Linked DNA regions of Mus musculus: all the other regions are linked to region 5. A link is a contact called in public HiChIP or PLAC-seq and promoter capture Hi-C data. All regions are on one chromosome and are shown on one strand. Each heading gives the region's core, a stretch centred on a gene start, on an enhancer-like site or on the middle of the called end of the contact. The rest is flanking DNA. Distances are from core to core; before and after follow the strand shown.

The links. Promoter capture Hi-C pulls out the DNA fragments that hold promoters and counts their contacts. HiChIP or PLAC-seq counts read pairs in DNA pulled down with a chosen protein or histone mark.
Region 1: a contact with region 5 is called in an HNF4G HiChIP or PLAC-seq map of pancreatic cancer cells. The contact joins the promoter of Nt5c here to the promoter of Foxj1 in region 5. A contact is called at or near these places in 1 of 39 promoter capture datasets (liver) and 1 of 115 datasets of contacts at active chromatin or transcription factors (pancreatic cancer cells).
Region 2: a contact with region 5 is called in a promoter capture Hi-C map of neural stem cells. The contact joins the promoter of Sumo2 here to the promoter of Foxj1 in region 5. A contact is called at or near these places in 2 of 39 promoter capture datasets (liver and neural stem cells).
Region 3: a FOXA1 HiChIP or PLAC-seq map of pancreatic cancer cells shows a contact between it and region 5. The contact joins the promoter of Slc25a19 here to the promoter of Foxj1 in region 5. A contact is called at or near these places in 1 of 39 promoter capture datasets (hippocampal neurons) and 1 of 115 datasets of contacts at active chromatin or transcription factors (pancreatic cancer cells).
Region 4: a promoter capture Hi-C map of liver shows a contact between it and region 5, with 3 times the contacts expected there. The contact joins the promoter of Mrpl58 here to the promoter of Foxj1 in region 5.
Region 6: a FOXA1 HiChIP or PLAC-seq map of pancreatic cancer cells shows a contact between it and region 5. The contact joins the promoter of Hid1 here to the promoter of Foxj1 in region 5. A contact is called at or near these places in 1 of 39 promoter capture datasets (liver) and 1 of 115 datasets of contacts at active chromatin or transcription factors (pancreatic cancer cells).
Region 7: a promoter capture Hi-C map of liver shows a contact between it and region 5, with 2.3 times the contacts expected there. The contact joins the promoter of Mgat5b here to the promoter of Foxj1 in region 5. A contact is called at or near these places in 2 of 39 promoter capture datasets (both in liver) and 2 of 115 datasets of contacts at active chromatin or transcription factors (embryonic forebrain and pancreatic cancer cells).

Annotation. Positions count from the first base shown.
Region 1 is chr11:115,490,312-115,493,401 of GRCm38.p6, reverse strand. It overlaps Nt5c (5',3'-nucleotidase, cytosolic), which reads left to right and starts at 1,588. Exons shown (of 5, transcript NM_015807.1): 1 at 1,588-1,795; 2 at 2,031-2,131; 3 at 2,204-2,264; 4 at 2,435-2,549; 5 at 2,658-2,977. The coding sequence starts at 1,616. The coding sequence ends at 2,803. It overlaps Armc7 (armadillo repeat containing 7), which reads right to left. Exons shown (of 3, transcript NM_177778.5): 3 at 2,936-3,090. It also overlaps the pseudogene Gm11694.
Region 2 is chr11:115,534,489-115,537,973 of GRCm38.p6, reverse strand. It overlaps Sumo2 (small ubiquitin-like modifier 2), which reads left to right and starts at 1,744. Exons shown (of 4, transcript NM_133354.2): 1 at 1,744-1,876; 2 at 3,291-3,422. The coding sequence starts at 1,856.
Region 3 is chr11:115,627,041-115,630,560 of GRCm38.p6, reverse strand. It overlaps Slc25a19 (solute carrier family 25 (mitochondrial thiamine pyrophosphate carrier), member 19), which reads left to right and starts at 2,266. Exons shown (of 7, transcript NM_026071.3): 1 at 2,266-2,496.
Region 4 is chr11:115,401,941-115,405,413 of GRCm38.p6, reverse strand. It overlaps Mrpl58 (mitochondrial ribosomal protein L58), which reads right to left and starts at 1,662. Exons shown (of 6, transcript NM_001347645.1): 1 at 1,454-1,662. The coding sequence starts at 1,639.
Region 5 is chr11:116,334,068-116,337,288 of GRCm38.p6, reverse strand. Foxj1 (forkhead box J1) reads left to right here and starts at 1,935. Exons shown (of 3, transcript NM_008240.3): 1 at 1,935-2,071; 2 at 2,581-3,221. The coding sequence starts at 2,750. It overlaps Rnf157 (ring finger protein 157), which reads left to right. Exons shown (of 19, transcript NM_027258.1): 19 at 1-944.
Region 6 is chr11:115,366,235-115,369,588 of GRCm38.p6, reverse strand. Hid1 (HID1 domain containing) reads left to right here and starts at 1,833. Exons shown (of 19, transcript NM_001346774.1): 1 at 1,833-2,045. The coding sequence starts at 1,980.
Region 7 is chr11:116,917,106-116,920,429 of GRCm38.p6, reverse strand. Mgat5b (mannoside acetylglucosaminyltransferase 5, isoenzyme B) reads right to left here and starts at 1,567. Exons shown (of 18, transcript NM_172948.3): 1 at 887-1,567. The coding sequence starts at 954.

The DNA.
Region 1 (3,090 bases), core at 339-2,838, 840 kb after region 5:
AAAAAACAAAAAATAAATAAAAATAAAAAGAATAAAGGAAGAAAAGAAAAAAATTGTTTATTTTATTTTTTTAAAAGGTTCTATATTTTATTACTAGACAAACACCCTAATTTAAGACATGAGCAAGTCTCCAGGTTAAAAATGTTGAAATCTGTCTGGTAGGACTGATTGCTGACCACAACTCAGTATAAACCCTCAGTCTTGCCATTGTGTGAATCCTTACAGACCCAGCTTTGTTCTCCTCCAGTGTCTTCTAAGAGAAGAGTTGAACCTGACGTTGTTACCAGTTTTCATCCGGATCCACTGAGGAATGGGGCGATTTTGCTTTTGTTTCTTGGCCAGGAATCGCTTGATTCGGAAAGTCTTGTGAGAAGACATGGCAAGAAGCCGAATCAGGCGTAATGCGCAGGATGGCAGAGGAAAGGAGAACCGAATCAGGCGTAATGCGCAGGATGGCAGAGGAAAGGAGAAGAGCTTTTTTTATTTTTAATTTCATTTATATGAGTACACTGTAGCTGTCTTTAGACACACCCGAAGAAGGCATCAGATCCCATTACAGATGGTTGTGAGCCACCATGTGGTTGCTGGGATTTGAACTCAGAACCCGGGGAAGAGCAGTCTGTACTCTTAACCGATGCTGAGCCATCTCTGCAGCCCAAATTTGTTTAAGATAAGGTCTTCACTAAGTAGCTCTGGCTGTCTTGGAACTCAGAGGTCTGCCTCCTGGGTGTGAGGATTAAAAATGTGCGCCACTACACTCTGCTCCTTTGTTGTTTTAAACTGGCTTTTCTTCAAGTGAGATGTCGGGCTCCATGCTGACAAACTTCTGCCATGGGTTAGAAGTCATGTCTTATCGGGGTGTAGCAGTGCCCACCTTTAAACCCAGCACATGGAAGGCAGAAGCAGGCAAACCTCGGGGAGTTTGAAGCCAGTCTGGTTCACAGAGTTTCAGGACAGCCAGGGCTATGTGGAGAAACCCTGAGTCGGGGGTGGGGGGGGAGTCATTACTCAAATCTGCATTTATAGGTTGGAAAATTGATGTGATGTCGCCATTGACTCTGAAATCTACAAGAATAAGTTGTGTCTCTGTGTGTGAACGCTTAACATTTTCTAGAGGGACATACAAGTTTTCGATTCTACCGGAGACCTCGGGTCCACAGGAAAAAGTAGTGGACGCAGATTGAAAACAATGTTACTGTTTCAAACCAAGTCTGGCTTATGAGTCCGGTCTCTTGAGAGCCCAGCTCATGCCCAGCTCATGCCCACGGTTGTCTTTAAGGGGTCCTTCTCATCCCTTGAACTGGGAGACTCACGATCCTGTCAGCTTCCAGCCTGGACAAACATGGGAGAGGCAAAGGATGCATTCAGCATGCGAAGCAGGTTCCCCATTGCCAAGAAAGTATTTCGGATCTTAGAGGTTATGGGAGAGGGATTCTGATGCTGCACATGAGCGGCAGCCCCGTAAGGGACGCAATGCCATCCTGGGCACCTGGTTGGCCACTCTGTGCAAATGAACAAAGTCCGGCCCGCCCCTACCCCGGTCCCGGAAGCTTGTTTCCGGGTCTGGCATCTTCCGTGCTTGCCGCTGTGCTCTGCGGAGACACCGGGCGTGGCAATGGCGGTGAAGCGGCCCGTGCGCGTGCTGGTGGACATGGACGGCGTGCTAGCTGATTTCGAGTCCGGCCTCCTGCAGGGTTTTCGCCGCCGCTTTCCCGAGGAACCGCACGTGCCGCTGGAACAGCGCCGGGGCTTCCTCGCCAACGAGCAGTACGGAGCTCTGAGGCCGGACCTGGCGGTAGGAGACCCGATGGGGAACCTCTAGGCTGAGTTCTCTTCTAGGCAGCCAAGCTGTGCGAATCCACAGTTCACCCCCGAACCAGAAAGCTTGAAAGGGTACACACACACACACACACACACACACACACACACTAGAACCGAGGTCTCCTGCAGAATCTTTGTGTGTGTGTGTGTCCTCTTTGGGGCTCCCCCTACTGGAAAGCAGGAGCGGGACCAAGATCTCTCTCTTTCAGGAAAAAGTGGCCAGTGTGTATGAATCTCCAGGCTTTTTCCTAAACTTGGAGCCCATCCCTGGGGCCTTGGACGCTTTGCGAGAGATGAACGACATGAAAGAGTAAGGAGGGTGAGGAGGGGGCGGCGGGAAGACGGCCAGTGCCCCAGGCCTAACTGCACCCCTTCTCCGCAGCACCGAGGTCTTCATCTGCACCACCCCACTGCTGAAGTACGACCACTGTGTGGGCGAGAAGGTGCCGGCGCCTGCGCTGATTTAAAAAAATAAACCAGAAAATGGGGGCTGGGTGAAAGGGGTCCCGCGTGTTTGAGGGCTAGTCCCACTTAAGCCCCCATGCCTTACTTATCTTGCATTCTGAGCCTAGCAAGTTCCACTGACCTCTCCCCACCCCTCCCGCCTATACAGTACCGCTGGGTGGAGCAGAACCTGGGGCCAGAGTTTGTGGAGCGGATTATCTTGACTAGGGACAAGACGGTGGTCATGGGAGACCTGCTCATTGATGACAAAGACAACATTCAAGGTTGGGCCAGCCAGTTAACCTTGACAACCCCCAGGCATCTGGCCTGCTGGGATTAAGGAGGAGTAAAAATGACCCAATTACAGAGCGCACGCTGTCTTTACTGCCCAGGCCTAGAGGAGACCCCAAGCTGGGAGCACATCTTGTTCACCTGCTGCCACAATCAGCACCTGGCCCTGCCCCCCACCAGGAGACGGCTGCTTTCCTGGAGTGACAACTGGAGGGGGATCATTGAGAGCAAGCGAGCCAGCCTGTGAAGGACCCTGAGGTGGACAGGACCCTGCCTGGACAGGTGACTTTCTTTAATCAGGGAGCCACTTGAACAGACTGCTTTCCGGCTCCTCCCAGGAGGCCTACACGGGAAAGAAGGAGACTAGCACACAAATACAGTGGAGAAAATCAGGAGGTTTTTAATAAAAATAAAAACCAAACGCGAGGCTTTGGATCTTTGATGCTCCTTTTCCTTTTCAGCTCAGGATGGGAGCGGGAGCCTTCCTTCATCCAGTGGCTGTACGACAGCCCCTCTCCAGCCCTTGTAGATCTC
Region 2 (3,485 bases), core at 495-2,994, 800 kb after region 5:
AGGAATTTTTCTTTTTCTTTTATTTATTTATTCATTTATTTATTTATTTATTTTTGGTTTTTCGAGACAGGGTTTCTCTGTGTTGCCCTGTCTGTCTTCTTTTTAATTTTTATCTTTTTGTTTTTGTTTCTCAAAACAGGGTTTCTTTGTGTAGCCCTGGCTTTTCTGGAACTCAGTCTGTAGACCTGTCCGGCCTAGAGCACAGAGACCCACCTGCCTCTGCCTCCCTAGTGCTGGGATTAAACACCTATGCCACCACAGACATGCAAGGAGGATTAAAAAAAAAGTTAGAAAAGGAGAGTTTAGAAAGTAGATGATATTGGAAGGGATTCATACGTCCCTGTAGAGGAAATATAGTAATTTTTAAAAGTCTATACTAGCTGCAGTGGTGGCACATGCCTTTAATCCCAGCACTTGGGAGGCAGAGGCAGGGGGATTTCTGAATTTGAGGCCAGGCTGGTCTACAGAGTGAGTTCTAGGACAGCCAATGCTATACAGAGAAACCCTGTCTCGAAAAACCAAAAAAAAAAAAAAAAAAAACAAAAAAACAAAAAAACCCAAAAACCAGAAAAAGTCTGTACTAAAACTCAAAGAAACAATTAAAATAAAGTTTAATAAAGAAAAAAAGATTAAGGTGTGCTACCACTGGCCTAAGGTGACAGAAAAAAAAAGCCTGTTTTGTGCAGAGTCGAAGGGAGTTGAGTAGGGGTGAGAAACGGGACGTATTACTGGTTTCAGCAAAGGTGACCTTGTGGAGAGTTCTAGTGGAGCTAAGAGGACAACAACAGATTGCAGTGGATTGAGGAGTGAGTGGGAGTTGAGGGGGTGGAGCAGCTGGCATGGGCATTTTTTCAAGCTGTTTGGTCGAGAAGAAGCACTATGGTGGTAATGTAATCGTGGTATTTCCCCCCTCTGTGGGAACACAGTAGTAGAAGAAAATACAGGGGTACAGGAAATAAAAACACCAAGTGAGAGCCACAGGGTGGCATGCACAGCAGAGGGCAGGATTTTCTTCAAATGCGAGGATCCTACTCCTACTTTGTACTGGATTAAGGGACGAAATGATTGATGGGCCCGTGAGCTTCAGGTTGGGTCGGCTCCCCTGATGGACTGTGTTCTCTGGAAGTTGGGAGGCAGGCCACAAGCAAGGAATCCTTTGAGTGGCTATAAGAACAGTTTTCCACAGCAAGAGTAGGGTTCCCAACAGGTTGGAAGACATTTGAGGCTCCCGGGTGGGAAGCTGGTTGATGGGGAAGGACGAAGGGACTGGGAAGTTTGATGTGCAGGGGGGAGTTGCATTTGTCCTACTGAACAGGAGTTTTTCTCACAACCCGCTGCTGCTTTTTTGATGGAGATGCCCCCTTCTACGTGGAGTTGGCCTTCCGTTCTCGACCTAGGCTCACCCCACGTCTAAGGCCACGCGCCTTCCTGTCCTCGCCGAGGACCAGCTGGAAGCCATTTTGATTATGCTCCACCAAAGAAGGAGGACAATACAGCCCCGCCCAGAGCCAGGCGCGCCCCCGCGGCGGGACTGGTGCGCGTGTCCGCGCCTCTTCCCGCCGACCTGGCGGGCGCCTGGCCCAGGCGGCGGAGGCGCGGGCCGTGGGGGGGAGGAGGAGGGGTGGTTATGTAAGCGTTGCGCGCTCCCGCGAAGCGGCAGCCAATGAGAAGCCCCGGATGCTCGTGCTCGCGCACGCAGGGCGGGGGGAGGGAAGCGCACGACGTGCGCGCGCCCTCTGCCTCGTCCACCGCTGCCGCCTCCTCCTGCCGCTCCTGGTGCTGCTTGTGCGCTCCCTCAGTGCGGACCCGGTGCCTCTTTTGTGAAGCGGCAGCTGAGGAGACTCCGGCGCTCGCCATGGCCGACGAGAAACCCAAGGTGAGCTCGCGGCGGCCGGCTGCGCCTCACCGTGCGGACCGGTGGGTGGCGCGGCCCGGGGTCCGGCCGAAGCCCGCCGCGGGCTTCCCTGCCTGCCCGGGGCCCCCCACGGGGCCAGCGGCGGCTCAGGCCCGGCGCTCCGCGCCATTTTCCTCTCTCGCTCTCTTCCTCCCGCCCGCGCCCGAGGAGGCCCGGCGCCCTCCCCCGCCCCCAGGCCCTCGGAGCGCGCGCGGCGCGGCGCGAGGCGGGCAGGCGGCGCTTCGCGGGAGCCCGCGGGCCCGGCGGCCCCGCGCTGGCTCCTCGGCGGCGCCCGGCGCGTGTAAGGAAAGCGTTGGGCGCGCGGGGTCTGGGGCGGCGGCGAAGGCGGGAGTCGTGCGGCCCGGGGTTTCCCTCTCGGGGCTGGGGCCGCGCCGGATCGGTGGTGTGTGCTCCGGCAACCCCGAGTGGGGGATTCCAGAGTCGGTCCGGCTCGAGGCCCAAGGGGCCCGCGGGGGAGGGGCTGCGCTCTCCGCCGTGCGCCCAGAAACCCGCACCCTGGCGGGAACCATGTGGCTTGTTGTGGTTGGAGGCTTAGGTGCGAGCAGAGAGACACGGGCTCAACTTGAGAACGCGCCCTCGGAGGCACGGGCTACTCTTGGCTGCGGACTAGGGGACCAGCATCAGTCCAGGGCAGGGCACTCTCTGGCCCCGACTCTATTTGGAGGGGGACACAGGATGGACGAATCGAATCCTTGGACATAAACATTTGATTTGCTGAACTGCTGTTGGGGTTGCAATGTACGGGAATACTTGCACGAAGACTGTATTGCAGCCATGACAGCAAAGGAGAGGGGGAAAATAAGCTCTGAACTGAAAATGAAGCAGTTATATAGTCGAACGTTAATCGGAAGATGTAAAAAGGGAGACTCGGGATATCCCTCAGTTGAGTGTGTTCGGTTTTTTTTTTTTAAAGATATGTTCATTTGATATCATTGAGCAGAGTTTGCTAACTTTTATCAAGAAGGTAGCAGTAAAATTTGAAATACAAGGTATGGTTTTCTCACTCCCACCCCAAACCGACTCTAGTAGTTGTAGCTTTGAAAAGAGAAAGGACACTGGTGTTTATGGGAAGCGACAAATTTGGGCGATGACAGGAAATAATGCCATTTTAGAAAATTTAACCTCAGATGCATCACAAATTATGCAAGGAGTTTCTAAGTGTATTGTTGCCTTGCTAGTATCAGTGCTTCTGTACCAGACTTGTAACACTTTGTGCAGGGTTTCTGATCTTTCAGCCCAGGGGCTGGGAACAGCTGTATGCTGTTGGAGAGCCTGAGAGAAACCTGTTGATTCTGAAGCGTTCGGGCCCGCAGCTTCTTTAAAGGTGTTTGTGTTTCACAGTTTCCAAATTACACTCTTATTTTTCTTTCAACAGGAAGGAGTCAAGACTGAGAACAACGATCATATTAATTTGAAGGTGGCGGGACAGGATGGTTCTGTGGTGCAGTTTAAGATTAAGAGGCATACACCACTTAGTAAACTAATGAAAGCCTATTGTGAACGGCAGGTGAGGAATTGATAAGTGTACTTCCACTTAATAATCCATGTACACAGCCGAATTAGGAGTAGA
Region 3 (3,520 bases), core at 1,017-3,516, 710 kb after region 5:
GTATGAGGATATGAGTTCAAATCTCCTTCACCCAGGTCAAAAATGTGCCTGGCTATGACCCCATTACTGGGGGTGTGGGGTGGGGGAGGACCGGGAAGACAGGAGAGAAACAGGTGGGTCCTGGGGAGCTTACTGGCCAGTTGGCATAGCCAAACAAGATAACCCTGAGAGGCCCTGTTTCAAGTCAGTAAGGTAGAGACAAACACCCTTTCTCGGGCCCTCATAGGCACATACCGAGAAGCATATACCTGAACAATACACACCACACACACCCAACTCAAACCAACTCAAACCGGATCAGAGACATATGTGCATAAACCTGCAGTGCATGCATTAGAAAATGCAGTGGGGGAAGATTTTGCCACAGAGTTGGCCATATGGGCCAAATCGGATGGTCCTGAAGTTGAGGTTTTCCTGATTCTGAGAGCTGCGGTCAGAGGGAGATCCCAGCGTGCCTGCCTGGAGAAATGAACCTTTGCCTAGGCAAGATCCACTCCCCCACCTAAGCAGTAAGACTAGCGTTCATTACACCTAAAAACTTCTAGGCCAGGCATGATGGCTCAGACGGGAAGTGAAGGAAGGAGAGTCATGGGTCACCCACAGCCACGTAACAGTCTGAGGCTACACAAGAACCGATCTTTAAGATTGTAGTTTCCGACACTTGAAGGCTAGCTTTGGAGATGACTCAGTAGGTAAAGGTGCTTCTTATCAAGATTGAAAACTAAATTCAACCCCTTGGATCCTGTGGAAGGAGAGGACTGATTCTTGCAAGCTGTCCTCTCGCCTCTCCTTGTGTACCCCCCCCCCCCCACTATTAACCTTTAAAAACTTCTGTCATTTCTGCTACTTGGAAAACAAAATGAGAAAAGCTATCCAGAGATTTGTTACTGCCCAGCCAGCTGTTTCTTGAGGTGTTCTTAAAAAATACAAAAAGGAAGCCGGGCGTGGTGGCGCACGCCTTTAATCCCAGCACTCGGGAGGCAGAGGCAGGTGGATTTCTGAGTTCGAGGCCAGCCTGGTCAGAACTCAGAGTGAGTTCCAGGACAGCCAGGGCTGCACAGAGAAACCCTGTCTCGAAAAACCAAAAAAAAAAAATACAAAAAGGGGCTGGAGAGATGGCTCAACAAAAAGATGACGGCTTTTCCAAAGGTTCTGAGTTCAATTCCCACAACCACATGATAGTTCACAACCATCTGTAATGGGATCCGATGCCCTCTTCTGGTGTGTCTGAAGACAACTACAGTGCATTTATGTACATAAAATAAATAAATCTTTAAAAAAGATTAACTCTTTTTTTTTTTTTGGTTTTTTGAGACAGGGTTATATATATATATATGGTTATATATATATATGTATAGCCCTGGCTGTCCTGAAACTTACTTTGTAGATCAGGCTGGCCGCGAACTCAGAAATCCTCCTGCCTCTGCCTCCTGAGTGCTGGGATTAAAGGCGTGCGCCACCACGCCTGGCTAAGATTAACTCTTAAACTGTAACAAATAAACCACTGATTTAAAAACATGTAAGTAATGATACATTAAGAAGTTGCAGCAAATTACTTAGATCTCAGTTCAGATAAACTTTTTGTTTTAGAGGTCAGGGTCTCACGTAGCTTAGGCTGGCCTTGAACTCTGGGTTGATGTTGAACTACCGATCGTCCTTCCGGTGCTAAATTTCCTCCGGGGGTGTGTGTGTGTGTGTGTGTGTGTGTGTGTAGTTTCCTCCGGGTGTGTGTGTGTGTTTGTGTGTACAACTCCCTTAAAGGTTCTTATTCCTCCGTGTGTGTGTGTGTGTGTGTAGTTTCCTCCGGGTGTGTTTGTGTGTGTGTGTGTACAACTCCCTTAAAGGTTCTTATCCCAAAGAACCCATCTAACCCCGACCCGTGTGTGTGTGTGTGTGTGTGTGTGTGTGTGTGTGTGTGTGTGTGTGTGTGTACAACTCCCTTAAAGGTTCTTATCCCAAAGAACCCATCTAACCCCGACCCAACTCCAGTCCTTCAGGCTAATAATACCAGGCTTCCCGCCATCTTTTCCAAAGTTATATGACTTCTAAGACTACATTGATTTGGAAAATAAAAAATAAAAACTGGGTCAAGTTCAGCGAGCTCTAATATTCCATAGCCGCGCAGACTTCAGAGGATCGCGCCAATGAGAGGCCCTCTAGAAGGTCGTAAAAGCCAACTTCGCCATCCGCTCTTTTACGGCGTCGGAAATGCGCACGCAAGGCGCTGTGGTACTACACCTCCCAGGAGTCTCTGCAGCTTCTCAAGGGGGTGGGGCTTGGAAGCGGAAGACTACAGTACCTAGCGGTATCTGGACAGTGACATTGGGATGGGACCTTCGACGTACAACGATTCGTCCAGCGGCGGCCAAAAGCTGCACGGTGATTGGCCTAGCAGCCTGTCAGTTACTGGCAAGTGCTGTTAAGTTTTGCTGTTGGGCTACACTGAGAGGGAGGGAGAACTGAGCTTGAGGAGCCCGGACGGGCCTGAAGTGTCAGGTGAGTGGACCTCTGGCTTTGCTTTCTTCCCGGTACTCTCGGGGGCCGGTACCCCCACTCCGTGTGTCAGAACAGAGAAGGGCAGGTATCCACGTGGGGCGGGGACGGATGCTCACGAGGCACACCTGACCCCAGGAGCATCTTCAGAGACACGGAAGGCGAATCCCTCCCACCACCACTCACCATCGTAGGCGTTTGCACATGGGGTGTCCACTGCCCCGGACTCACGGAGACGCCCTCTCCACCCCACCCCATCCCCGGAAAGCCTGGACAGTGCACTCACGCGAGGCTGTCTGCAGAGCGCCTCAGCAGATCACATGGGCTCTCGGTTAGTCACCGAAGGACACCTGTCCACCCGACAGTGGAGTCTGAGGTAGAAAAGCTGCAGGGTGAAGAAACTCGCTTGCACCCCCATCACTGCCACTCAGGTCAGCAGCCGCCCTGTCTCAATCCTGCATTTATATTTATTTATATTATAAATCATTTTTTATCTGTTTAGATAGCAAGACTGTTAATGCACGAAGATTTTTGAATAAACAGGAGATTAATATTTCCCTTTATTTATTTTTGTTATTGGTTTGCGACCGTATAATCCTGGCTAGGCTCGAACTTGTTATGTTCTTAAGGGTGACCTTGAACTCTTGGTCCTCATGCCTCCCACCTCCCAAGTGCTGGAATTACAGACTACACTGCTGTGTTGGTTTTTGGAGACTGAACCCAGGGTACGTTAACAAATGTGATACTTTCCTCGCCTGGGTTGTAAAAATGTTTGTGTTTTTTAGTTTTCTTGAAGGCAAACACTTTTAAAGCTTTTTAGGTGTGTGTGACTTACTGGTTTTTATCACTTAACTTGATGAGCAGTTTGAGCCAGGCAGTCAGACGCCATCTCCTACTTCCCACAAGGGAAACCTGAGTTGGTATTTTATTTCATTTAAATGTCTTTTTACTTTTATTTTGCTGTAAATGAGTGTTTTCCCCGCATGCATGCCTGGGGCAGGAGAAAGAGTTTCGGATCCCCAGAGAC
Region 4 (3,473 bases), core at 413-2,912, 930 kb after region 5:
AATCACCTTCAAGGCTCCTATTGCTTCCAGCCTGCTCATCCTGTCTTGCCTATGTTACTGTGACCTATATTACCGCAATCTCCTAACTTACATTCTAGCTGTTGCCATTCTCCAGGCTTCTGTCTGTAACACTGTGTAGCAGTCAATCTTGTAAAACTAAAATGTATCATTCTATTCCTGGCTCCACCCACTTCTCTCAACTGCCTCACTCAGCCACACTTGTCCAGCATGCTACTGTTCTGAAATGGTTGCACCTGCTCTGCTGGGGACACTCATCTCCCCAGTATTCTCATGTCTTCCTTCCAGGTCTTTGTACGTGACAAGGTCTCATATAATCCAGGCTGGCTATGAGCCAATTGATTTTTCCTGCCTCTGCCTCAAGTGCTTGGGTTACAGATTCAGGCCACTGTGGCCCATTCTTCCAGGCTTTTCCCAGATCACTCTACCTAAAACTTCAATGCTTAGCTGGGTTTGTTGGTATATGCCTGTAATCTCAGTACTTGAGAGGCAGGAAGATCACTGCAAACTAGAGATCATCCAGGGCTTTTAAAGAGCTTTTCTCACAACATGTATCAGTACAGTGATACATGCCAGTAATCTTTACGCGTGGGAGATGAACGTGGAAGGATCAGGAGCTCATAGCCACCCACAGCTATGTAGCAAGTTCGAGTCTAGCCTAGGCTACATGAGATCCTTTGTCCAAACAAACAACAAACCTACAACTGTTATTATCTCTAGCTTCACCTTTGCCTTCTGAGTCTTACTATCTCTGAAGTATCATATTTAGTGTTACTTGGGTTTATTCATTTATTTTTGTCTGTCGCCCTCCAGTATACGAGCTTTACAGCCTTAGGATTTCTGTTTTACTACTCTCTGCCCCAAATTAGCACTGTGCTAACAGCATGCTCTCAAAAGATGTCTGCTGAATGAGGTGCGAGTGGATGAATGAAAATACTTGATGCTCTTTCAATCCTACAGGTGCAGCTCAATAGATGCTCTCTTTCCTGCTCAGGCCCCACGCAGTACCACTACATGACGCAGGCTAAACATGGACCCTTAGGGACCAAACCAGCTTTGTCTCAGGCTTCCTAACGTTACTAGGGTCAAAAGACTGGGTAACGTCCCAACTTGCGGATCTCAGGTTTTACTACTTTCAAGGTCCATAATGCACATCTTCCCATATAATGTGAGCCTGAAGGCCGGGAAGCAAACGTGGACAAACTAACGATCTAGAAAGACGCGTATGTGGCGGCTCTCTCCCAGGGTCTGCACTACCCGAGCCACGAGGGTTGCAATCACACTCTACAGTCCCAGCACATCCCGCACCTCCGGCCGGGTTACTAGGGCGATCAGTTCCTCCTGGGGCAACCAAAACCTTGCAAGCCGCCCGGCTTCCTCGCGTCACCTAGCAGCGGGAGGAACCGCCCTTTCCGTCCCGCCTTTCTCGGCTCACCGGGACCTTCCAGGCGGTATCCGCGCCCTTGGACTCGGGGTACAGCTTGTCCAGGCTGTAGATGCTCTGGAACGTGGTGCCGTCTACCTGTCTGTGCAGAGCCCGGCGAGCACAGCGCGCGGGCGGCGCGAGCAACAACGTTCCAGTTCGGCTCAGGCCCCAGCGTAGGCCCCAGGCGGTCGCCATGTTCACCTCCCAGGACCGCTTCCGGTGCTCACTCTTCCGGCGGTCCGCCAGCCTTGGCTGAGCTGGCTCTTAAGTTCCGCCGGGTTTCTCGGGCTCCGGGCTGTCCACCTTGGCGGTGATGGTGGGAAGTGGTGCGCACCCAGCTGACATCTGGTAGAGGTTGACCGGCAGATAGAGACCACCTACGGGAGATTTTTCTTAAAAAGATTCCTGTATGGGTCTGACTGAGCGGTGCTCACCTGCAGTCCCAGCACTGCTCTCAAGGCTAAGGCAGATGAGAGCCTAACCTAGTCACATAGCCCCTGTCATAAAAATAATACATACATGGCCAGGCGTGGTGGCACTTAATCCCAGCACTTGGGAGGCAGAGGCAGGTGGATCTCTGAGTTCGAGGCCAGCCTGGTTTACAGAGTGCGTTCCAGGACAGCAAGGGCTATGCAGAAAAAAAACCCTGTCTTGAAAAACCATAAAAAAAAAATAATAATAGTACATACATACACACATACATACATACATGGCCAGGCCTTAATCCTTGCACTTGGGAGGCAGAGATAGGTGGACCTAGGCTAGCCTGGTCTACAAAGTGAGTCCAGGACAGCCGAGGCTTCTATACAGAGAAACTCTGTCTTGGAAAAATCATTTTAAATGTGTGTGTATGTAAACAAATATATAAATGCATAAATACATAAACAAACACTGGATCTAGCATCCTAGAAACACCCTTTTCTCTTTTTTGAGTCTGTTCTCCTTCCCTGGACCCTTGAGCAACCTAACTAGATACAGCAAGGACGACCTTACCTGCTAAGCTCGGACTTTCCCTGCCCTTTCCTATCCCTTGTTCAGTGTGAGCCACATTCCTAACTTGCTTTAGATAGATGAGTGGATAGACAGTCAACCAATCTTTGTGTGTTCGATTTTGAGCTTAAGGGTTGGTTTTGTGGTATTTATTTAGGCAGGTTTCAATTATGTAGCCCTAGCTGGCCTGGAGCTCACTATATACAGCAGGTTGCCTGCCTCTCAGTCCAGAGCATTGGTATTAAAAGCTTACCCAACCAGGTCTGTCTTTTGCTTGTGTTTTGAGACAGGGTTTCAACCTATTTAGCTCAGACTAGTCTTGAACTCCTGACCCTCCTGCCTTCACCTCACAGGTGTTCAGATTTGTACCACTACTCCAAGGCCCAGTCTTATGTTCTAACATATTGCCTGTCTCCAAGTTAGAATGTAAGGTCTCTGCTGTATCCCAAACATGCAGAGTGTGTCACATCACAGACATACCACGACTGTGGGTCAAGTGAATTTCATGGTAGTTCACGTTTTTGTTGTTCTTTGGTTTGGTTTTTCTTTTTCTTCTTTTTTTTTTTCCTCATGACAGTATTTCTGTGTAACCTTGACTGTTCTGAAACTCGCTCTGTAAACCAGGCTGGCCTTGAACTCTTAAAGATGCACCTGCTCTACCTCCTGACTGCTGGGATCAAAGGCAAGTGCTACTATGCCCAGCAGCAGTTCATTTTTGTAAGTTGAGTTTCAGTCAAGTTGAATCAACTTCAGGTTTTTTGTTTTTATCTACAAAACAGCCTTATAAGCCACTCACACCCATGTGAGAGTTGTGATGAATGGCTTTGCTTATACCCAGCCAGGGATGGGAGGCAGATCACTGGAAGTGGTTCTAAATACAGGCATCTTCCCTCCTCAAGCTTTAAGAAGCAGCATAGTGGATTCTTCTAGCCACTAAAAACAAACTGGAGGTGGTTGGAAAGATGGCTCAGTGGTTAAAGAGCACTGACTGCTCTTCCAGAGGTGCTGAGTTCAATTCCCAGCAACCACATGGTGGCTC
Region 5 (3,221 bases), core at 686-3,185:
ACACTTAAGGTTTACACCAGTGTAGGCTGAGCAATATCCACACCTCCTCAAAAACCAGAACAGAAACAACAGGGAAGTTCCCTGAGCCTGGGACGGCTGCACGGCTGCACGTAGCCCTTCTCCCCTGGCAGGCAGTAGGTAAGCGGTGTTCACAGTGTGGTGTGACCTGGGAGGAGGGGAAGAAGCTGAGATGAAGGAGATTCGGGTAAACAGTAGCCACAGTGGCCAGGAACCCTCGAAAAAGCCATTATAATCAGCCCTTCCGTCTCCCTTCACAAGTGCTCAGCCTGAATTCCATAATCCAGGCACCCAGGTTAGCATACCCTTTGCTCTGCCTTGCTCATTCCGCCCCTCACTCTGCCCTTTTACTTCTTGGCAAGCAGAAATAGCCCATTCACAGGGTGGCCCACTGTCAGCTGCCACACAACCCAGTCCATTTGGGAACCATCCCTTTCTTGGGGCTCAAATGTACAGAGTCAGGCATGTTCTCCTGGTGCCGTTGGCTCCTCATCACACAGTATCTGCACCTTTCCATGCTTGGTACTGCCCAGATCTTGGCCTCCTCAAAGAGCCTTTTTGCTTTACCTAATTTCATCCCACCAGAGTGTCTATCCCCTGTGACATCTGCCAGGCACAGACTCAAACCCTAAGCCATCCATCCCACTGGGGAACTAGTCCTGTCCATCTGGTGTTGGCGTGCTGGCTGCACACTTTGTTTTAGGGCCTGAACACCTGTGTGTATGTGTGTGTGTATGTGTGTGTGTGCGTGCGTGTGCTCTGTATGTGCCATCTGTGTACCCCTCACATTCATGGAGTACACTTATAGGCACATTACAGTGGGGACATCAAGATGCAATATTTATGGATTGCTGCATGATTCTTAAAAGTGAATAAAACTGTTTACAGGGGCAAGGGAGCCATTAATTACAACGTGAATTCGTTTGTGAACGTATTCGTTTCAGTCAGTGGCTCAGGCTCTTTTTAGTATTTCTGCAGACCTGGGTACAAGGCCAGCTCCATTCCTGACTGCCCTACCTGCTTCTGCATCTGCCTTAAACCCGATCACTTCCAATCCTGCAGCTCGTCAATTATTAAAGAACCCCAAAGCTGATGGCAATAGGGAAAGCTAGGGCCCAGAATCCCTTATGCTTAGTAGTTCCCATCACTTAACCAGTTCCTGGCTAAATCAGTAGAACAAATGACCTCTTTGAGAATCTTGCAGGCCCAGGGCTTTTCTGTTTTTTGCCGGCTGGCTCTGCTTCCTAGACTGTCTGAAAGGGCAGCACCTCCGCAGATGCCCCTGGAATGCCAGCTTCCGGGAACTTGAGCAGGGTGAGTGGGCGAGCTGCTTACCGGGAGACGCTGGGTTACCCTACCCGCCTCGGTGTGTCTGCGAGCTGTGTGGCCGTTTCTGCGGATTATAAGCGACAGGTGGCATCAGAGAGTCAAACTTGCCTGTGGGCACCAGAGAAGACACTCGGGGACCAGGGAAAGGCCCCAGAAACCAGACAAAGGCCACTGGCAGCCCGGTGAGGGCAAAGACTTCAAGGGCACGGTTCCCCGAGACTTGGTCTGCAGAATCCGGGGCTGGGTCCCCTCAGCGGTCAAACCCGACGCGTTGGGGGAGGGGTTCCCGGGGCCTCGAGCGGGAGCCGAGCACCCGCCGTGAGACCCAGCGCGGGGCCCTCGGGCGGGAATGCACAGAGTCGGATCTCGGTGGCGGGTAGGGGGCTGGGTGGCGCGGGAGAGGGCGGCAGAACCAGAGAGTTCCAGAGAGTTGCCGCCAGAGGAGCTGCAAGGGCCCGCGGTCTCCTTGGAGACGTACTGGCCAATGACAGCAGCGGAAGCTGTTTATGGGGGCGGGGCGTCGCCATGGCAGCAGAAGAAGCCTTCCGAGCGTCTACTTAATGCCGGTCCCCGGGCCGTCGGCGCTCAGAGAAGCGCCGTCGGGCGAGGGGGGGGGGCGCGAAGAGGGGCGCCAGCACAGCCCTCGAGCTGGGGACAGAGAACCGCGGGAGGTGGGAGGAACTTCTTCCAGAACCTTCCTCTGGCTGGCTGCGCTCTGAGCCAGGTAAGGGACTGGGAGGGCTGTGGACCACGGGATGGGAGGGCGTCGGGACCTGCTGGCTATCCAGTCCATCGGTCGCCCACAGAAGTAGTGGGGCCACGAAAATGAAATCTGAGGAGTTCGGGAGATCGCTTCCTGCTCCTCCATAACTCGGTCCTGTGACCTTCCTTTCCCGAGACCCTTCATCCTAACACCTCTTTTCAAGGATCAGATGACCTACTTTGCCCCAGCCGCGTCGTACTGACCCCCCTGGACTATTGGGATGTGATCTTAGTTTCCCACTCTTTGGGGAAAAGAGTTAGTTTGGGCCTTCCTACCCTCTTCCCTCATTGTGGCCAACAAACCCTTCAAGGGCAGATGGAGAGAGGTGGAGACGCAGGATCAGACCAGGGTCCTGTGTTTCCCTGACCTCGCCACAGGCTGCGGGGATGAATGTGAGGGGCTCCCCCCCTAAGGCGCCTCTTTCCTCTCGGGGTAGGGGAAGAGTGTTCAGTTCCGTGGTGCTCCCGCAGGCCTCACATTCGTGTTCGGAGGAGGCGACCCCCTGGGTCGCAGAATGGAAGTGAGTGTTCTGGAGACTGTGTAACTGGAGTCTGGGTTACCAGCGGGCCAGAGAGCGCGGCGGGCCACTCCGGCTCAGCCTGTGGATGTTGACCGCCCCTTCGGAGAGTCCCCGCAGACATGGCGGAGAGCTGGCTGCGCCTCTGCGGAGCGGGTCCCGGAGAGGAAGCCGGGCCGGAGGGCGGCATGGAGGAGCCGGACGCCCTGGATGACAGCCTGACCAGCCTGCAATGGCTGCAGGAATTCTCCATTCTCAACGCCAAGGCTCCCACTCTTCCCCCAGGAGGCACAGACCCCCACGGCTACCACCAAGTGCCGGGCTTGGTGGCGCCCGGGTCACCGCTGGCGGCAGACCCTGCCTGCCTTGGGCAGCCGCACACACCCGGCAAGCCCACATCGTCGTGCACATCTCGAAGCGCGCCCCCGGGGCTGCAGGCCCCGCCCCCTGACGACGTGGACTATGCCACCAACCCACACGTGAAGCCACCCTACTCCTATGCCACTCTCATCTGCATGGCCATGCAAGCCAGCAAGGCCACCAAGATCACTCTGTCGGCCATCTACAAGTGGATCACGGACAACTTCTGCTACT
Region 6 (3,354 bases), core at 584-3,083, 970 kb after region 5:
AGCCAGAGGCAGATTAATTTCTGTTATCTTAGGCAAGCTGAAGATTGGAATTTGATAGTCTCACTGGGACTCTCTTGAAAGCCCACAGGTCAGTGGTGTTGGTGCCAAGTGCTGGTCCACAGATTCTCAGGTATTATTTGTTTGAGATGGGGTCTTGCTGTGTAGCTCTGACTGGCCTGGAACCAGCTATGTAGAACAGGCTGGTTTTGAACTCAAAGAGACCTGCCTGCCTCTCCCTCTTGTGTGCTAGAATTAAAGGCCTGTGTTAGCATACTTGGCTTGGTGCTATGCTTTTTTTTTTTTTTTTAAACTGAATAAAGAAACCATTCATTATCTCAGAGTGATTACAAAAAAAAAAGCCCTGGGGGCACACCCAGAATTTTGTAGGGACAACATACCTTTAGAGAAAAGCTAGAGCTACCCAATGCTGTGGCTTGTTCTGTGAGGTAGTGAGACCATGCCCTCTCTCTCTACCTCTACACCTGATCCAGCTGCCTTGATGGAGCATACTCCTTATTTTACAACTCCGGGATCCCCCTTTAGATTAAAGTCATGTTGTTTAGAACTATCCAGGATTCTCAGAAACTTCTAGACACAGTAACATGATTGTGTGAGGGGTGGGACACATACATCATACATGGCCCTGGCTGTCCTGCTGTCCTGGCTTGCTATGAGATATATATATATTAGATAAATACCAGATTATTTTGGATTTTGCCAATGCTGGTCTCAAACTCACTATTCACCAAGGATGACAGTCCCTCTTGCCTTCACCTCCTGAGTTCTGAGATCTCATATGTGGATCAACTATTTTTATTGGGTTGTCAGCTATTACTCTTAATTTAATAATTAGAGTGCTTGCCTAACATCCAAGAACCTCTTGGTTCAATCTACAGCACCCCATAATACCAAGGGTGATCATGGAACCTGTGACCTTGGTACTTGGGAGATGGATTAAAAAATTCATCACCAGTAACAGTGAGTTCGAGGCAAGCCTACGATAAACTCCTCACAAAACAAACACAGTGTACTAGGCTATACCATGGGTAAACTCCTTTCTTCTGAAACCAGGATCTGTGATGTTTATGTCATGTCCTCTACACTTCAAAGAGTTCTCAGGGAAGCCAGGGAGCTAGATAAGCGTCAAGACCCAAGGGATTTTTCACTGCTGAGCTGCCTTCCTGGAACAGGGACACTGAGTCAGCCCATCCTTCCACACAAGCAAGAGCTAAACCTTTTAAGGGTTAGAATAACTTCAAGGCTAGACACGTGGATTTGATAGGTCAGAAAGAGAAGCAAACAGAAAGAAAGGAAGGGAGGAAGAAAGAAAGGAGAGGAGAGGAGGGGAGGGGAGGGGAGGAGAGGAGAGGAGAGGAGAGGAGAAAAAGAAAAGAAAAGAAAGGAAAGGAAAGGAAAAGAAAAGAAAAGGAAAGGAAAGGAAAGGAAAGGAAAGGAAAGAAAAGAAAAGAAAAGAAAAGAAAAGAAAAGAAAAGAAAAGAAAAGAAAAGAAAAGAAAAGAAAAGAAAAGAAAAGAAAAGAGAAAAAGCAAGCAAGCTCAGATAGCAACAATAGTAGGAAAGCATGAACATCAGGTAGAGAGGATTGGAGGAGAAACTGCGGGTCTGAGCAGGAATGAAGAATGAAGGTGGAGGCAGGAGATGAGATACCAGGAGGGTTTCAGTCTTGCGGACTGAGGATCGAGGACAACACTCAGTTGCAGACGAAAGGACCAGGAGTTGGGTTCCACGGAGAACTCCGGACTTCTTCTTGGAGGCCTGAGCGGCAGGTGCAGAGGCGGGGCCTCGTGGGGGCGGATCTAAAGGCGGAGCCACAGGGGCGGGGCCGACGCCTGCGGCAGGCGGGGTTCGCAGCTTCGCTCCCCAGAGAGCAGCCGGGGCTGCGGAGCTGGAGCTGGAGTCACAGCCGGAGCCCGCGGCAGAGTCGGAATCCGGGGTCGGGCTGGAGCGGGGTCCATCGACATGGGATCCGCAGACTCCAAGCTGAACTTCCGGAAGGCGGTGATCCAGCTGACCACCAAGACGCAGGTGCGCCTGGGGGCCCAGCCTCTTCATCCACCTGCCGGCCCTGGGGGCAGGGCAGGGCCGGGGGGGCTGGGTGAACACGGTTCACCCGAGGGTGGGGTGACCGGCTAATCCAGAGGGGGATGCTGAAACAAGCACCGGAACGGGACTTTTCCTTTGTAACTAGGGCTCCATCCCTGCCTCTGGGAGCCCACCCTATGCCTACTCTCCCCTGGGAACACTCTCCCGGGCACTGCTGCTGCTGCCACCTTAGGCTGACGTGTGCCTACTCCTGGAGCCGGCGGCGACAACGTTATCCGCCCCCTGTCCCGCCCCCCCGGTGCCCGCAGCCTCGCTTAGCCAGCCTCTTCCCGCTCCCACCTACCCATCCATCGCCCCGCTGGTCTCCCTGCCCCTCAGTGCCCATGGTCCCGGACATACAGCCCCGGCTGACTCAATGCAAACAAAGCCGGGCCGGCGCCTGCCTGGGTTGGGGAAAACAGCTGGTGCGCGATGGCAGCGGTGGCAGCGGTGGCCTCTCTGGGCCCTGGCTGATGCCTGAGGGTAGGGAAGGCCCAGGTCTTCCTGGGAGCTCATAGAGTGGCAGGCAGCGGCAGCTGGGTAAGAGGAGCTGTCCTCAGGCCTAGGGAAGCCAGCTTTCCAGCTAGTGATGATCCAGGGGCTTCTCCAGGCCCGGTGGAGCTGATTGGCTGTGCTTTTTGGCACCCGGAATAGGGATTGGGGTTTCGGGGATGAGGAGATTATCATTGGTCTGTTGGAGAGGGAGCCATGGGTAACTCCAGTCCACACTCCCCCCCCCCATCCCCCGTGTCTACAAGTGTCACAGAAGCTGCCTCCTACCTTCAGCACACACCTCTTGACCCAGCAAGGTTCCTTCCCTGTCGTCCCTTCAATCTTTATTTCTGGAAACCAGGCTACTCTGGTTATGGAGATACCAGCAGCCTCTCCAAGGCCCTGCCTGTCAAAGGGCTCTGGACCTACTGCCATCTGGAACCCCACCCCCATCCGACTGTTCTCAGAGCTCTATATTGTTCTTGGCCAGTGTGAGTGGGATCAGGAGAGCTGCCTACCCACAACCAGCCAGTCACAGCCTCAGAGAGCCGACCACTACTCCCACACCCTGTTACCCACCTTGGGAAGGTCAGAGGCCGAGGAAAGGAATGCCAGGGCCTCTAGAGAGCCTGTTTCTATCTGAGGGGCACTTGGCGGAAACCAGAACTGCTTCTCTTTGCTTCCTGTGGCTTGTTCCAGAACCTCAGACGTGAGACTCTCCATCAGTGGGTAGCAGGAAAGGGTGGTGTGTGGTATTTTG
Region 7 (3,324 bases), core at 318-2,817, 580 kb before region 5:
GCCCATCTCTCCCTCTGTGTCTTCTGAAGCCCAGCTGCCAAACAAGGCAGTACTTCAGGCCTCCCAGACACCCTCTCCCCTAGTCTGGCCTCGGGGCCTAGCTCTGCTGGAGTCTGGGGGAAGGAAGTGGGGTCCCTTCTTGGACCAACAGGTCTTAGCGAGTCTCTCACAAACTGCACCCCTGCCTGGCCAGGACTGTCCACGGGAAGGGAGGGAGGGAGGGAGGGAGGGAGGGAGGGAGGGAGGGAGGTGTTCCATGCACCTGCTATGCCTATCTAGTCTGTTGGAGATCCGCGATTGGGAGTGAATCCCTAGCAGAAGGGGGTCCTTGCCCCAATCTTGGGGACGTTCCTGTCAGACCCAGGTTTGTCCCCCACCAGGAAGATGAGTGAGATGCAGGGGGAGGGAGGGGGAGAGGAAGGGGGATGAACTAGGCAGAGGATGGGCGGGCCGACCTAGGAGACAGGCGGGACACCAGGGGTGCTTCCTAGGCACCCCACAGTAACTTCGCAGCTCAGATAGGACCGACAAGAGATGAAAAAGACCGCAAGGGGCAGGAAAGGGACTTGCTGGCTGGGGCCACTTTGGAGCCCAGGACCTTGATCTTGGTGTTTTCTGACTCCATGCTCACCTCTCTATACCTGATATCGTTCCAATCTTGGTCAACTCAAGAAAGATCCAGACCCGCACCCCCCCACACACACACATACCCCAACCCTATCTAATTCCGTCTTCCCATCCCCATGGCCCTCATCGAGAATAGACTCGCGAACCTCCTTTGCCACCCGAACTCGCACCCCCTGAGGGGACCGACCTCGCCCAGCTCCACCATGAGTCCCCTTGGGGAGGTCTTGACCTCCCTGCGCCAACCAGTAGAGAACTTTACCGAAAGGGTCTCAGGGTGACCAGGCATCTTCTGACCATTATCTTCCCATCTGGGTTGACTGTGATCATTGTTCAAACTTGTCTGGGCGAGAAGCCGGGGGCGAGGCCGGACGCACCGTCCTGGGCCCGGCTCTGACCGCCTCGGGAACCACGAAGCCGCTGCGGGCCGAAGCCGGGGGGTCGCAGCACCGAGGGAGCGCGGGGCACGGTGGCTCTGCAGCCCCGCGCGGGGCACGGCGCGGCCTGGGCGCGCAGGGCAGGGGTTCGGCGAGAGCTTGGGGCCGGGCGCTCTCTGCGTCTCCGCCCTCCCCGATTCACATTTTGGGGAAGGCGAGGCGGCGCGCCCCCAGATCGCCGGCCGCGCGTCTGCCTGCTAGGCTCGCTGGCTGGGCGGGACGGCGCCGCGGCGCGCAAACGGGCTTCCCGCGGCGGGCGCCCTCATTCCCGGGGCCCGCGCCCTCAGAGCCGGCTAGAGGCGGCCCCAGGCCCGCACCCCGGCCCCCCGCACCTTCCGGCCGCGCCGCTCTGCAGCCGCGCGCAGCGCCGCGCCCATGGCTTTGGGAAGGAACGGCTGCGCGCTCGCCTGCCTTCGTCCTCGCCCGCCCGCTCGCCCGCTCGGTCGCTCGGCCACCCGCGCTCCGGGCTCCGGGCTCCCGCGCGGCGCTACAACCCGAGGCGCCGCATTGTTCCCTCTGAGGAGGCGGCCCGGGAGCGGCCTCGCGTTTCCTCGGCGCCTGAGCGCCATCTGGTGGCCGCAGTCTCGCTGCGCTCCCTCCCCGGGCTGTGCGAGGAGGAGGGGGACGCGAGCGCGGGAGCCATGGCTCTGCGCCCCTCCCTGGACCATGCAACTTCCTAGGGCATCCAGCAGACCGGAGAGCCGAGGCTGCTCCGGTAACTGCATCGCGCAGGGGAGATGGGGCGCGGAGAGGGGACCCTTGTCTCTCCTGCAGAGCACGAGCCACCACTACCACCCCCAAGAGCTTCCGTACCTATGGCTTCTCACCCGCTGATTCTCTCGGCAACACCCACCCACCCTGAGAAACTCCCCGAGTCCTCCCACTTCTCACTTGCCTATAATAAACTGGGGCTGTGGCATTCATGCCAGGAGCCGTCAGCTGTATGCCTGAGGTCTAGCCTTGGACCCTCTCAATCACTGAGTTAACGGGCTTTCTAGTATACAACTAATGACCAAAAAGCTCACCAAGGCTCTTTAAAGTCAATTCCCAAACCCACAGGCTTAAATTTTAGCATTGTTGAGCCCTGCGCACACCATCCCTGCGTGTGTGTGTGTGTGTGTGTGTGTGTGTGTGTGTACTGTCCTGTCACTTCCTCACTTAGAGTTGATGTGAGTTTGGTCTTGACAGCCAGGAATGAAATTATCACCCAGGCTTGTGGCAGCTGGAGGCACCCAGACAAGATGCATGATTTAGAGGCCCAGCAGAGACCCCATCGCCCTCAGACATTTCCTTAGCCAGCTGGCTGGAGTGCCCGAATTTCCCTCCTCCATCCGTCACTCTTTCACTGAGGCACGGTCAGACTGCCCTTGCTCAATGCAAATGTGCTACCTAGCGAGCGAGCGAACACATCAATTCGCCAACACCAATTTATCGCCTGTTTTCTCGTTGGCGGGAGTAAGGCAACTAGGTAACAGGTGAACGCTGGTGGAGAAGCAGACAAAGCAGTCACCGCTGGTAAGGAAAGGCTCAAGGGAGGCAGAGAAAGCTGCAAAGGGCCTGGGGATGCCAGGGTGCTTGGATGGAACCAGGTTAAGATGGAAGAAAACACGGGTGTCCTAATTAGGTTTCTGTTGCCGAGATAAATATCCTGACCAAAAGCAACTTGGGAAGAGAGGCTATGCTTGGCTAACACTTTCCCCTGGCAGTCAATCATGAAGGGAAGTCAGGGCAGAAACACAAGGCAGGAACCTGAAGGCGGGAGCTGACAGAGAGACTGTGGGGGTGTGTGTGGGTGGGTGTGTGCAAAGGCCGTGGGGGAGTGCTGCTTACAGACTTGCTCTCCAAGGCTCCCGTCTGCTTTCTACACCACCCAGAACCACCTGCCCAGGGCGGCACCAGCACAGTGAGTTGGGACCTCCTACATTATTAATCAAGAACATGCCCACAGGCTTGCCTGTAGACCGCTATGATAGAAGACAGTTTCTAAACTGGTAAGTCCTGCTTGTGTCAACAACAATAACAACGAAAAACTAGCCAGAGCAAAGGGCTTTCTCCTGAGCTGGGGAGGAGACTCACCATCACAGACTGTCTTATACTCGGTACCCAAGGCTTTGGGGCACTTCCTGACCAGAGTCGTGCCTGTCTGGTTTTGGGTAGTGCTGATCCAGCCTGAACGTCTTAAGACCACGAAGGCTCTGCTGGCTCTTCAAAGTCAAGAACTTTGAATGTGGTCCAGAGAGATGAGAGATGCTGAGCATGCTGA